3 separate regions of the Zea mays genome follow, and regions 1 and 3 are each linked to region 2. A link is a contact called in public Hi-C data. All regions are on one chromosome and are shown on one strand. The core of a region is the stretch at or near the end of the contact, and the rest is flanking DNA. Distances in the headings are between cores, read along the strand shown. Region 1 holds the start of LOC103634188 (serine/threonine-protein phosphatase 7 long form homolog). Region 2 holds the start of LOC100191909. Region 3 holds the start of LOC100383089.

What was found. Hi-C and Micro-C count contacts between places; a contact is called where the count stands out from the background.
Region 1: a contact with region 2 is called in a Hi-C map of endosperm, with 2.4 times the contacts expected there. The contact joins the promoter of LOC103634188 here to the promoter of LOC100191909 in region 2. A contact is called at or near these places in 10 of 25 Hi-C or Micro-C datasets (bundle sheath, ear, endosperm and 5 more) and 1 of 3 datasets of contacts at active chromatin or transcription factors (leaf).
Region 3: a Hi-C map of leaf shows a contact between it and region 2, with 3 times the contacts expected there. The contact joins the promoter of LOC100383089 here to the promoter of LOC100191909 in region 2. A contact is called at or near these places in 8 of 25 Hi-C or Micro-C datasets (bundle sheath, ear, endosperm and 3 more).

Annotation. Positions count from the first base shown.
Region 1 is chr7:135,413,261-135,417,277 of Zm-B73-REFERENCE-NAM-5.0, reverse strand. LOC103634188 (serine/threonine-protein phosphatase 7 long form homolog) reads right to left here and starts at 1,308. Exons shown (of 9, transcript XM_008655773.2): 1 at 1,115-1,308.
Region 2 is chr7:135,559,326-135,563,247 of Zm-B73-REFERENCE-NAM-5.0, reverse strand. LOC100191909 reads right to left here and starts at 1,343. Exons shown (of 12, transcript NM_001350318.1): 1 at 992-1,343; 2 at 763-873; 3 at 1-171. The coding sequence starts at 1,004.
Region 3 is chr7:135,305,349-135,309,708 of Zm-B73-REFERENCE-NAM-5.0, reverse strand. LOC100383089 reads right to left here and starts at 1,968. Exons shown (of 7, transcript NM_001366809.1): 1 at 1,212-1,968; 2 at 791-1,021; 3 at 611-676; 4 at 435-503; 5 at 161-232; 6 at 1-66. The coding sequence starts at 1,787.

The sequences.
Region 1 (4,017 bases), core at 59-2,558, 150 kb after region 2:
CGATTACCAACGCAAACTGATCAGCGTGTCCGAGTACCCACTATACAATTTAATCGCTCAGCGTGAGTCCAAAAACTCGAAACAACACAAATATTCAGAGCGATTTGAGTATGTGCACTATATCCTTCACGCATTTTAATAATTTCTGCTAATTATCTACTACGAGAAATAAAACAGACAAATAATACTGGAATTTAATGCATAAGCATAAGCAGATCAAGTGCATAAAGGCATTTTTCCTATATCCGAGCATGCGTTTTTCTACTAATTATTTACTGCAGGAAATAATTAACCATAATATAAAACATGCTTTATTTTATTTGTTATTTGTAACAGGAAATAAATAGAATAAATAATATGAAGCATGTATATAAATTAAGGTTATTTGAAAGTTGATTAATTCAACCAGAAATTATGGGAGAAAAAAATAAATAAATCAACTGTGAGTGGTGGGCTGCTATCGCATGCGAGGGAACGCACGTCATGCATGTGTGTGAGCATGGCAAACGAAAAGTCTCTTTTTTATTGGATGAGCAGCACGGCTTATTGAGTGTGGTCAAATCTCTCAGCCCAATGCGCCGCTTAGATCCGTTTCCCTCAGCGGCAGGTAATGCATAGGATTAGCGCTTGGCGAGCTGTGAGCTGTGGCCGGCAAACTGGTTGCGCGCTTATGGCCTGCCGACGCTCGATGCCAAGCTGAGACTTCAGCGGAGGAACCGGATCGGAGGAGACGATGAAGGGTCCGCTCCTCCAAAGCCAGCCTTAGCCACGTCGTTGAGTACGGCCACGCCCTAGCCTAGATCAGGGCTCGACGCGAGGCGCTCCTCTTCTTCCGGGAGATGGTGACCATGGCCATCGGGGCCTCTCTTCCACATGCGCATCTAGGCATGTGGGCTGGCTGGACGTCGCCGTCTGAGTTCAGTCAGACAAGCACGCCGCTTCTCGTCTTCCTCTCTGCGCAGGTTATGGGCGCGCGTAGGGAGGTTTCCCTCTCCCGTCGATGCGGATTCACACGGGGCGCAGCACACACACATGAATGTTCACCTTTTTCTCTCTTATTCTTATCGCACGACTCGCAGGAAGAGAAATCGAAGAAATAACGGAAATCTTGTACCTTATTTCTTGATTCAGCGAACGGAAGCGAAGTCTGTCGCGTAGGACAGTTCGGCAAGGCCGGAGACCTGCCGGCTTGACGAAGAGTTGAGGCAGATCTGATCTCGCAGCAACGTCGAGTAGAGCGTGCTGATAACGTGTTGAGAACTATGTTACTACGGATCACCAGATCCGCTCCCTTCCCTCCCGTCAGCAGTAGAGGCGCAAGAAGATGTAGAGAACTCGTCTCCCTTCTTATAAGCACGACAGAGAAAACACACGAGACACTGGATATAGGGTTGGGCCTCTGGCCTCTTTCTGATCCCCGTAATATGAAGGGGTATACAGGTTCCTTATATAGAGATGTGAGACCCCCTGAGGGGCAAAGCCGGTATTTGCCCACATAACCTAACCAGGGTTACTTAACAAATAAAACCCCAGCAGGCCGCAGTGCAGTGCACTGAGTGCAGTGTGCCAGTATGGCAGTATTATCTGCCGAGTCCAACGGCAGAGCCACAGCTGTCTCTCCCGTCGCTCTTGGATGGACACATCAGTGGGTCCGCCCGTCCGCCGCGACTGCGAGCAAGGCCGCGGGCCGCCTGCCTCTATCAATCTATCACATTGATAGCCACGTCACGCGGGTATCACCTTATCCCGGCGCCAACATGGGCCCCAAAGTGCAAAATGGTCGCGTGGTCCGGCTCGCTACGGCTGCCATTGGGCGTTGAGGCCTGAGGCGGCAGGCGGGTCCCGATTCCGGAACGATTGCGACAGTTTTTTTAAGATAATACTCCCTCCTAATGTACTCCCTCCGGTTTTCTATTAGTTGTCGTTTAGGACAACCACACGGTCTCCAAAATATAACTTTGACCAATGTTTTTTGTTAAAATACAAATAAACTCTTAATACATTTATACTTTTATAAAAGTACTTTTTATGACAAATTGGTGCATATAAATATTAGGTTTCAAAACTAAATAACAAAATAATTATTTATAGTCAAAATTTTATAAGTTTGACTCGAACCTTATCCAAAACGACAACTAATAGGACACCGGAGGGAGTATGTATAAGACGTAATCATCTCTGTTTAAAGACCAAAAAACATATTTAATTGTCTTTATATCACTACATCAATGTATGTATATATAAAAAGAGCACGACTTATATTATAGAACAAGAATAAAAAATGGTTACGACTTATATCCTACGACATAGGGAATATTTATTATGAAAAATATGGATCAATGTTTTTTAATAATTGTAGATAATACATAATACTAGTCGGACGGCTACTGAAATATCGACCGAGGCCAGCCATCTCACGTAGCTGGCTGGGACAACCCAAGTGGATTATCTCGTTCTGAGTCCTATCAGCCATCTCGTCTTGATTGTGCTTACTCTCTTCTTCGTGCTCTCGTCGTCTCGCCTCGCTCGACATGCCAAACAACGGAGCGGGTGGCCTCTCCTCGCCGCTGGCCACTGCCCGCCTGCCCCCCTCTCACATCCGATGTTTTGAATTTAAAAATATCTCCAATTATATCATCAGATTTCCCTCCTCTATATCCCATTCGTCCTTAATAGTGTCTTTTATATCTCATTCTCTACTCATTAAATACACATATCATGGACATATTTCTCTCTATTTTTTGTTTTTAGTACGTATTTTTTCTACTTTCAAATGTTTTATACATATTTTAACTTTGCTTAATTCATTGTCTAAAAGTAAAAAAATAGTGGAGAGAATAGCGAGTCTCTCTCTCTCTATAATGAAGGATCATCCTCTCTCTCTATATCTTTTAAAAAAAACTCTCTAGATGATATTGTTGAAGCTTATAAAAGACAAAATCTTCTGATCTTCTCTAAATACCCTTTAGGGTGTCTTATTAGCCTTAGTCCGAGCATCTTTAATAGTTATGTAAATTTAACTATCTAAATTTTAGATTAATGAGTTGTTAAAATATTTTAAAGAGTAAAAAATGTTTGCGCTTCTACAGTTCTATATTTATTGGTTTATATTCCATCTGTTCTTAAATATATAACACCGTTGACTTTTAAAAAAGTTGACCACTTGTCTTATTCAAAATATTTATTAAAAATGTAAAAATGTAAGTCACGCTAAAAAGTCTTAAGTGATAAAACAAATTATAACAACATAAATGATATTTAATATTTTTTTGAATAAGATGAGTGATCAATTTTTTTTTTAAAAAAAGGTCAGCGGAGGTAGTATCTTTTTTGAAGTTATCCATGTCAACATAAAAAAAGTGGGTCTACTTCCTCTTTTTTTAATTGAACTGGTGTTTGGTGGTACAAATCAGTATCAACAACTTTCCTGACGTCTTGGGAGGTCAGAGATGTCGATTGAAAGACCAAATGGTCCTCGCGACAACCGACTGGCACATGGTGTCCACTAAGGTCCTTGCGACGACGGTGTGGAGGTAGCACAAGAGGTGCTCCGGTGGCGCTTCAGCACAAGAGGTTGCCTGGTGGTGGCGGCATCAAGTTGTGGTTAAGGGGACATTGTGGCGACACGAAATAGTGGGTTGAGTAGGCCTTTTGTGATGAACTTAGATCCAACGTTGATTTTAAGTTCTAACGAGGTTGGTAACTATAGGGATAAAACTAGATTTTGTAGTGAGTTTTTAAATTTAGGAGCCTTATCTAACTAATTGAGAAGAGTTTTTCCTTAAAAAACTTCTTAAATTCATGTTTAGTTTAGGCTTGTATGGGATCCGGGAGCGTCCGCAAGACCGTGGGCTGGTTAAGATGGGCCGAAACGCTGACATGTCGCTTTGGGCCCGGAGGAGTGTCCAACAGCAGCTCTTGTAACCGAAAAGGCAGCCTGAGTTTCCCGGCAAGCATATTGCAACCAAAATGGGAAAAAAATTCTTTACATACGGGATGCAAAGAATATCTTTTACA
Region 2 (3,922 bases), core at 94-2,593:
TGCCGACGCCGCCGGGCAGGGGCAGCGCGTGCTGGTTCGCGACGACGACCTGCTGCTGCGGCTGGTGCCTGCTCTCCGCGGCGGAAGCGGGCAGCGGCGACGGCTCCGGCGGCGCTCCCGGCTTCTGATCCAACGGCTGCAGGAAGTCGTGCGTCTTCAAGAGGAAATTACCTGTATATATATACATACGCAGTAACTTTTATTATCGGCGGTAGCCAGTGATAAGAAACTTTCCCTTACAAAACAAAAAATAGCCGTAAGAAGAACGAATGAAAATCAACACGCGATTGTTCGTATAAAAACATTTCCATGCGGCTTAAGCATGAATAAAGCCAGCCAGCCCGTGGGTCGGGTCGGGGCGGGGTGGGTGGGCCCGGACAGATGGGACGGAAGGCCGCCCGTCGACGGCTCCTTGCGTCCGACGCACACGTGATCCGCCGTTGCTTTTGGTTGTCGCTTCTTATCGCCGTCCAGCTTAAATTGCACGAAATTTATAGGGTGCTGTACTTTATTACATACTACTAGTTAAATGAACCCCAATCATCACGCGTCAGTGCGAGGAACATGCTAATTTGATTGGTTAATTAATTAGTCATTTACTACAAGCTGGCTTGCAAGGTTTTCTTCCCCGGTTTGATCCAGGCAGGAAACAAGGAATTGCAACAGGCAGATGTTATATTGCTTGCGCGGAGGTCCAACGAGAGGGAGTAGAATTGGCGTGAGAGGAAGGGAGAATGAAGGCTGCAGTGTGTGCGTGCGGACCTTGAGAAGGAGGCGGCGCCTTGGAGTCGTGTAGCAGGAGAGGAGCGTCCTTGGCGGCGGCGGCGGCGTACAGCGAGAGGAAGTCGTGCTCGTGCGTCGCCGCCTTGTTCCCTGCGCGCGGCGGAGGTTAATTTCCCCTGTGTCCGCCAATGACTCGAACGAAAGCCACGCAGCAGCACACAAGATCGACAGGCCATACATGCCCATGCGCGCGTGCTCCTGTACGTACCTTGGATGCCCATAATCGTAGCACGTCAATCGTAGCGCCCCGCCATCACTGCCTCTGGACCCGCAATTCTCTTGGGCCGGTTGGTACAGTAGCTTCCTGCTGCCTCCGCCGCCGGCCGTCGGCCGCCGACCGAACCGGAACAGGCCGCGCGCGGCGAGCAGAGGGAGTCCGCCGCTCCTGTGGGTCAGGAGACAGTTGTCACGTGACGCAGGTAGAGGTTCTCCACCTTCCTCCCTCTCCGGCTCCGACGACCTTGCCCTGGCTTCGCTTCGTCTTCTCCCTCTCCTCCTCCTCCTCCTCCTCCAGTATACTACTACTACTCACCAGCTATGGCTGCCGGTAGGCGCTCGCGAGACGCTTTATACGCCAAGCAAAGCCCCCCGTCAGTTTCCTTCGCGGCGCCCGCTCAGACAGACGCATATGTACGCAGACCCAGGCGGCGGACCAGCCCCGGCGCGCACGTGCTGGCTTCTGGTTCTGGTTAATCAACCACCGCGCCGTGCCGATGCTCTCTCTCTGCCGAGCTCCGGGGTTAATGAGTCGATTGGATTTCAGATTTGAGGGGAGGGGGTGGGCGGCGACGTGGACTGCGGACTATGGGTCACGTGACGGTTTGGAGAGGTGGGGACTGGGGAGGCACATGACAATGAGGCCGGGAATTGCGGGCATCCCGTGGATGGAGACGGCCACCGGGCCACGCATGTGCTCCAGATTCGGGCCTGGCCACTCCTGCCCCATTCATGGCTGCGAGCCTCCCCTTTCATGGCTCCATCAAAGCTTCAGGCTGTGTGTAGATAAGTTAACAGGAGAAACGATCTGGATCGTGGCGTGCCCCTACCTTTTTTCACAGGAGCGACCGACCGAGATGTGGGCACTGCAACAACAAAAGTTCGTTACTGGCCGTACAACGTTTGCGGTAACGAATATAACTAGAGTCGTCGAGGAGCCACGTCCACGGCAGCTCCTCATCGTGCCTTTTCCTAGTTCGCGGCTCAGCTTTAGTTTTTTTCCCTCTCTCTCGCTGTCGCTGCGGCGCCTCTAGCCGGCTAGCCCGCTGGCCTTTCGCTTTCCATCTTTTCGACCCGTGGTGTCGGTAAAACGGATCCGCTGAAACCGACCGCCGGAAGCATGAGCCTCCTCGCTCGGTGAAAAAAAAAGCGGCTACCAAGCTATCTGCTCCTCCGAACCCCCCACCCTTTCACCGCGCAAAAAATAAAGACCAGCAGCAGGAAGACGATGGGTATGGATCCACCGTACGCAATGCGTCCCCTCCGCCGACCGCTCGCTTCCGGGCGAATTCACCGCACGTGGCACGCCGCGCCGATCGCCCCGGATGCGCGCACGGCGGCACGTAAACTCCACGCCTCGCATCTAGGCCTGCTAATGGCAAAAAGTCCAATCCACTCCCACCCATACCCAAATCTAATTACTTTGATATCCATCCCACACCCAACCAAAAATACTATAAGAAAGTTAAACCCAACCCATCCAATAACAATATTGATCCTGTTGAGCACCAAATTGAGCGCGGAAGGCGTCAACAGATCCCAAACCAACCCGTAATTGGGTGGAAACCCAAGGAAAACCCGTGGGTTTAGCTTATTGTCTCACATCAAGCCAACTGCATACACTGATACACAGTGATAATTTTATAGGTAGTTTTAGTGACATACAAAAACATAGTTGCATACACAGTGACAAATTTGGTCAATGAACATTTAGATCTCGAGAAAATAACAAAAAACATATGTTAAGGATCCTTAATCCATCTATGTTTAAAAGAAAAATAAACAACCTCAAAAGAAAAATAAACAACCTCAAATTTGTATAACTCATCATGATGTACATTTTATATTTTGAACATTTCTTCATATGACAAACTAAAAATAAATTTGTTCATAAAACCTATATCTCTCTCGTAGTTTATGGAACTACGAGAGATATGTATAGAATTTGTGCATATTGTTAGAACTATCATGTGAGATGAACAAATGATCAAACAACCAAAATAAACTTTGTAGATCTTGAAAAGTTATAGAAGTTTGTAGTTGACAACTTTTTCATTTGAAGTCATATTTTCAACGAAAACTATGTCTGAATTTTAAAAATTTAAAATTTGAATTTTGAAAACAACCTCAAAAGAAAAAATCACCAACATGAAAGTTGTAGGTATTGAAGAGTTATTAAACTTTGTAGTTGACAATGTTTTGGTTTGAAATCATCTTGTCATGCAAAACTATGTTTGAATTTTGAAATTTGAATTTTTCAAACTACCTCGGATGAAAAACCACCAAAATAAAAGTTGTAGGTCTTGAAATGTAATGAAATTTTGTAATTGTCAACTTTTTTATTTGAAATCATCTTATCATTGAAAAATTCGTGTGAAGTTTTCAAATTTAAAATTCAAATTTTGTAAACGGCATCGGATGTAGAAACTATTAAAATAGAATTTGTAGATCTCAAAAAGTTATGCAACTTTATAGTTGGTCACATTTTCAAATAAAATGGTACTGATAAAATGGCATAGTATAGTGTGCTGTGTGTGACTAAATAAATCAAAGACTTCTCTAAACCTGAAATAAAATAGTACTGATTAGGGTGGTAGTGTGATTGGTGAATACCCATAGAAACCCATACCTATACAAATACATCTATACCCATGGGTATCAACCATTTTGACCCGCAATATAAAATAAACCCACCCAACCTGTTAATAATTAAAACACATCACAACCCACCAAAACAAAATCATTTCTTAAACCCACCTAAAATACTCATTTACATCGACCCCATTTGCAGGCCTACTCGCCTCGCATCGTGCGGTATCCGATGGAGGAGCGCGCGTGCGGCCGTACGCGTACCCAAGACCACGTCGAAACACGCCACGTTCCACGTACCACAGGAGACGCGTGCGTGCGTGCGTGCGTGCGT
Region 3 (4,360 bases), core at 719-3,218, 250 kb after region 2:
CTGTGGGTGCATCATTTCCGGGGAGAATCCAAGGGAAGACGAAGGAACGCCAGGGAAGCGGAGAAGCTGATGGTAAAGAATATATGGCTTTGTTAGATTCTTACATGTATAACAAATGGAGAGAGAGAGAGAGAGAATGGGATTGCAGGAAGCATCATACATCTTTCGATAGAAGCCCTTCTATGTTGAGGTCGAGCCTTGGGTTTACCGTTGCGAGCTTCATTGATAAGAACTGCATGATGCAACAAGATCAATTCAATGTTTTGATGCTTGCCATGATCAGTATGTAATAAGGGATGTACAGAATTCTATTCATGTTCTAGTCTCGGTATCTAGCGATTCTACTTCCTCTCTTCCAAATGAAGACTTGGTTCGTAGCTAAGCCTTGATTGAGACAAAGTTGTGCGTATTTTAACATACAAGTTACTGATTACCTCGACTTGTCTTTGCAGGGACTGGACATAGTTGATGATCTCGTCAAGCATCACCGCCTTCCCAGTGACCTGGATTCCAATGGACAGAGATGTTCATTTGTAATGAAAACCAACATAAAAACACACAAGCAAGTTCTGTTCCCCTTTTCTTTCTTCTGTGTGGAAGATAGACCTACTTTGCTGCAGCCAGGAACGAGGTCCTGCAGCAGCTTCATCCTCTCGCTAATCTTCTCCCTCCTCAACTGCAGAGAAAAAAAGACGCAGCAAGCAGGGTTAAACATTGGGGTGTGAATTCCAGACCGCGATCCACAGCAGACGGTAAACACGGGGATGCCACCCGTTGATCAAATCCGTACCCTTTCTGCTAGGCTGTGGCTGTTGGTTGCCTGTCCGCGCCGAGCTCGGACATGAATGTAGTCTTCCTTCTGGGACTCGGAGGTCTCTCTCGCCCCCTTTCCTTTCGACTTGCCGGGTCCGGTGGTGGTTGTTGCCAGGCTGCTCTCCTCGCCTTTGTCCTTGCTGTGCACGCTCTCGTTCGCTGAGTCGGCGGGCAGGTTCGACGACTGGACCTGATCGCCTCCCATCACCTGATGCATGACAGCATGAGCATGAGCATCCATCCAGTTTATACGGCAGCGGGGAAGTTGCAGACACGAGCAGCAAAGCAAGCAAGGAGAGAGAGAGAGAGAGAGAGAGAGAGAGAGAGAGAGAGAGAGAGAGAGAGAGAGAGAGAGAGAGAGAGAGAGAGAGAGAGAGAGAGAGAGAGAGAGCGGTCACCTCGTTAGGCCTTCTCCTCTTCTTGGAGTCGGACGTCCCCTTGGACGAGCAGTCCCCCGCAGCAGCCGCCTCCGAGCTCAGAACCCCGTCGTGGCCGTTCCGGCCGAGCTCCGGCTCGCCCTTGTCGCTGCCGTCCTTCGTCCTCTGGTGGTCCAGCAGCGCCTCCGAGGATCCACTGAACGCGCTGTTCATGGGTTGATGATCAGCTGCTGCGCCGAAGGCAGCCATCACCCCGCCGCCGCCGCCGCCGCCGAAGCAGGAAGCCCGCGCGGCGCGCTCGATGAAGCCGGAGTCCACGGGGAAATGGGCGAGGCCCTGCGGGAGGAAACCGGGGACCGGCGCCAAGAAGCCGGCCCGCGCGGCCGACCTGCCGCCCGCGTCGGAGAGCGCCATGGCCTGGGAGGTGGACGCCCACAGGCCGGCGGACGCGAAGGCGGAGTCCATCATGGGAACCTGCTGCTGCTGCGGCGGCGCGCACGAGAAGGCGGCGGCGCTGAATTGGGTCTGCCAGTCCACCGGGATGCCGGAGGACGCGTTGCCCTCCATCCCTTTCTCGCCGCTCTCGTTCATGTCCATCGCTTCGCTTGCCTGTAGCACTCACACGAGAGACGCACGCGAGAGGCCGGCGCAGAGTGGCCGGGCGCACCGAAGGTCAATGGGTGGATCAGAGACGAGAAAGGCTAGAGAAGAAGAAGTAGCTCCTCCATTGGCCGGAGAGGTTCATAGGCAGGCAGGCAGGCAATATGATAGCCGGAGCAAGCACGCACGCAAGCGAGAAGCTAGCTCCCGTCACGGCCTAGAGCCTATGGCAGGAAAAGGAAAGATGCCCACAGCCACTGGAGATTGTGATGCTATCTGCTGTTCCGTTCCGGCGAGAGGCATAGGAAGAAGCGCTACGAAAGAGGGTGGGAGGGCATAGACCATACGGGAGGGAGAGTGAGAGAGACAGAGAGAGAGAGGGGCTTGTAGGCAAAGGCTTGTCAGATTTTATAGGGTCTACTAGCACTTGTTCAGTAGCTGTTGTAGTTTCACCAGTAGTGACTAGTGACTAGTGAGTGGTACATGCATGCATGGCGAGCCACCACACCGATTAGTAGCTGCAGGCAGCCGCTTTACTCCTCCTAATCACCACCATCATGGCCGGGCGTTGTTTAAGCTAGCCTCGATGGACCTTATTTTGAAGGGCGTCTCGCCTTCGCTTTATCTTTGTTAACAGCGCTTTAATCATGCTGTTTACCTTTGCTTTTGTTTACTTACTTCCTACGAGTAGCTAGGAGACTCACCCTCTCACACACGCACAGCCAGCGAGCAAGCGTAGAGAGGAAGGGGGCTGGCTCTGGCTCTGGCTGATCGATCAGGTTCTTCTTCACGGCACGGCACGGCACACACAGCACAGCAATACTCCTACTACTGCAATGGGCAATGGGCATTACCGTGCCGGCATCCCTGACAGTGCCAACTCCCACGGGCATTTGTTTATGGTGGGCGCAAGCGCAACCTCTCGCTCGCTTTCCTCGAGGCGCCTGGCTGTAAATTATGCCCCTCGCCTCAGCCTCCCCTGCCCCGAATCATTATTTGACTGCCGGGGTTTTATTTAATTTATAGTCGGCACGGCCAATTATTTACACGCCCTTCATGATCGGCATGATTAGTTTTGTTGAAGAAGAAAAATGGTGGTCAACATTAGCAGGGGTGGGGGTGCCGATCGAGGCATTGCCTCCCTTACTTACCCCCACGGCAAAGCAAGCCTACTTTCTTTCTTTCTTTCACATCTCGTGCATCCTCCGGTCAGTCTTCTATTAGGCCAATCTGGTAACTGGCCATGAAATCAGTTACTTCAGCTTAGAGGCAGAAACAGGGGAGGGTGGGTTTGAGAGAGAAGAAGAGAGAGAGAGAAAAAAATCAAAGGCAGGGTCTTTAGATCGTTGGGCTAGCTTCCGGTTAAGGGCAAGCAAGCTTGGGGCAGCTGATGAAAGAGATGCGGCTTCTGGGTTCATCAGATTCCCCCCCTAATCTCAAATCTTTCTTTGCGGCAAATAAACAAGTTTTTTTATTAAAAAAACTATTCGTTAGCCTCGGGCCACGCACAGGCTCGAATCTAGCTTTAGATTAGTTAAAGCAGGCCTCCTCCCGCCCATGCAATATTTCTATTCACTCCAAACACGCTTTTGCCCCCCTCCCCTGCCCTGCCCCTCCCCGGCCTTAAGCTTAAGCTTTTAAAACTTGGGTGTTTCTCCCGGAACAAAGAAAGAAAGAAAGAAAGAAAAGCATCAGGAAGGAACCTGATAAAAAATCTCCACGGCTCCTCCAATCCAATGCACACCGCCGAGAAGTGGCCTGCAAGTTACTGGGTTATTCCCTGCCCGCTTAAACTTTACCTTTCCTTCAGCACAGCAGCTGCCTGCCTGCCTGCCATTACCGACCCTCGCTAAGCTGCTCCATCCTCCCTAAAGCGGTCACGGAAAGCAGACCGGAACCGAATCTCGGGAGAAATGCTAAACTAAGGACGGCAAAAGGATACGAACACGACCTCAAGGCAAGCTCCGCGGACCACCCCGGGCGACGTGGATAACAAGCCTTGCTACTAGATTCCTAGCCACGGCCACGCAGCCAGCCCCGCTTTCTTCGTCCACGACCCACTGCCGTGCCGTGCCGTGCCGTGCCGCGCCGCGCCCCCCCTCTTCCGTGCACGGCAGCGGCGGCCGGCCTCGGCGTCGCGCACTCACACCTTCCCTCCTGCTCCGGGTGCTGGGAGGTGGGATCCCCATCCGCATCCGCCCCGGGCGCGGGATGGAATGGAATGGACCCCGACCGTCCACCAGATTATCTTCCCGCGCATCATTATGCTCGCCAGAAAGGTTGCTGCAGATCTGTGTCTTCCTCCTCCCCAATCATTGCCGTGCATATTCATGTGTACCTCGCGTTCGCATCACATCGAATGCGCCTGCGCCAGGACCGGACCTGGATGATCTCAGCTCAGCTCAGCCAGCTCCTCAGAGTTTGCTGGCAGCAGGGGACTGATCACTCTTCATCAGAGAGAGATAGAGATAGAGAGATGAAACGTATACTGAAAAAAATAATAAAAAAAACGCAATGTTCGTATGGATGAGATGAGACTTGTCGTGTTGATCTTTGTCGGCAAGGCAACG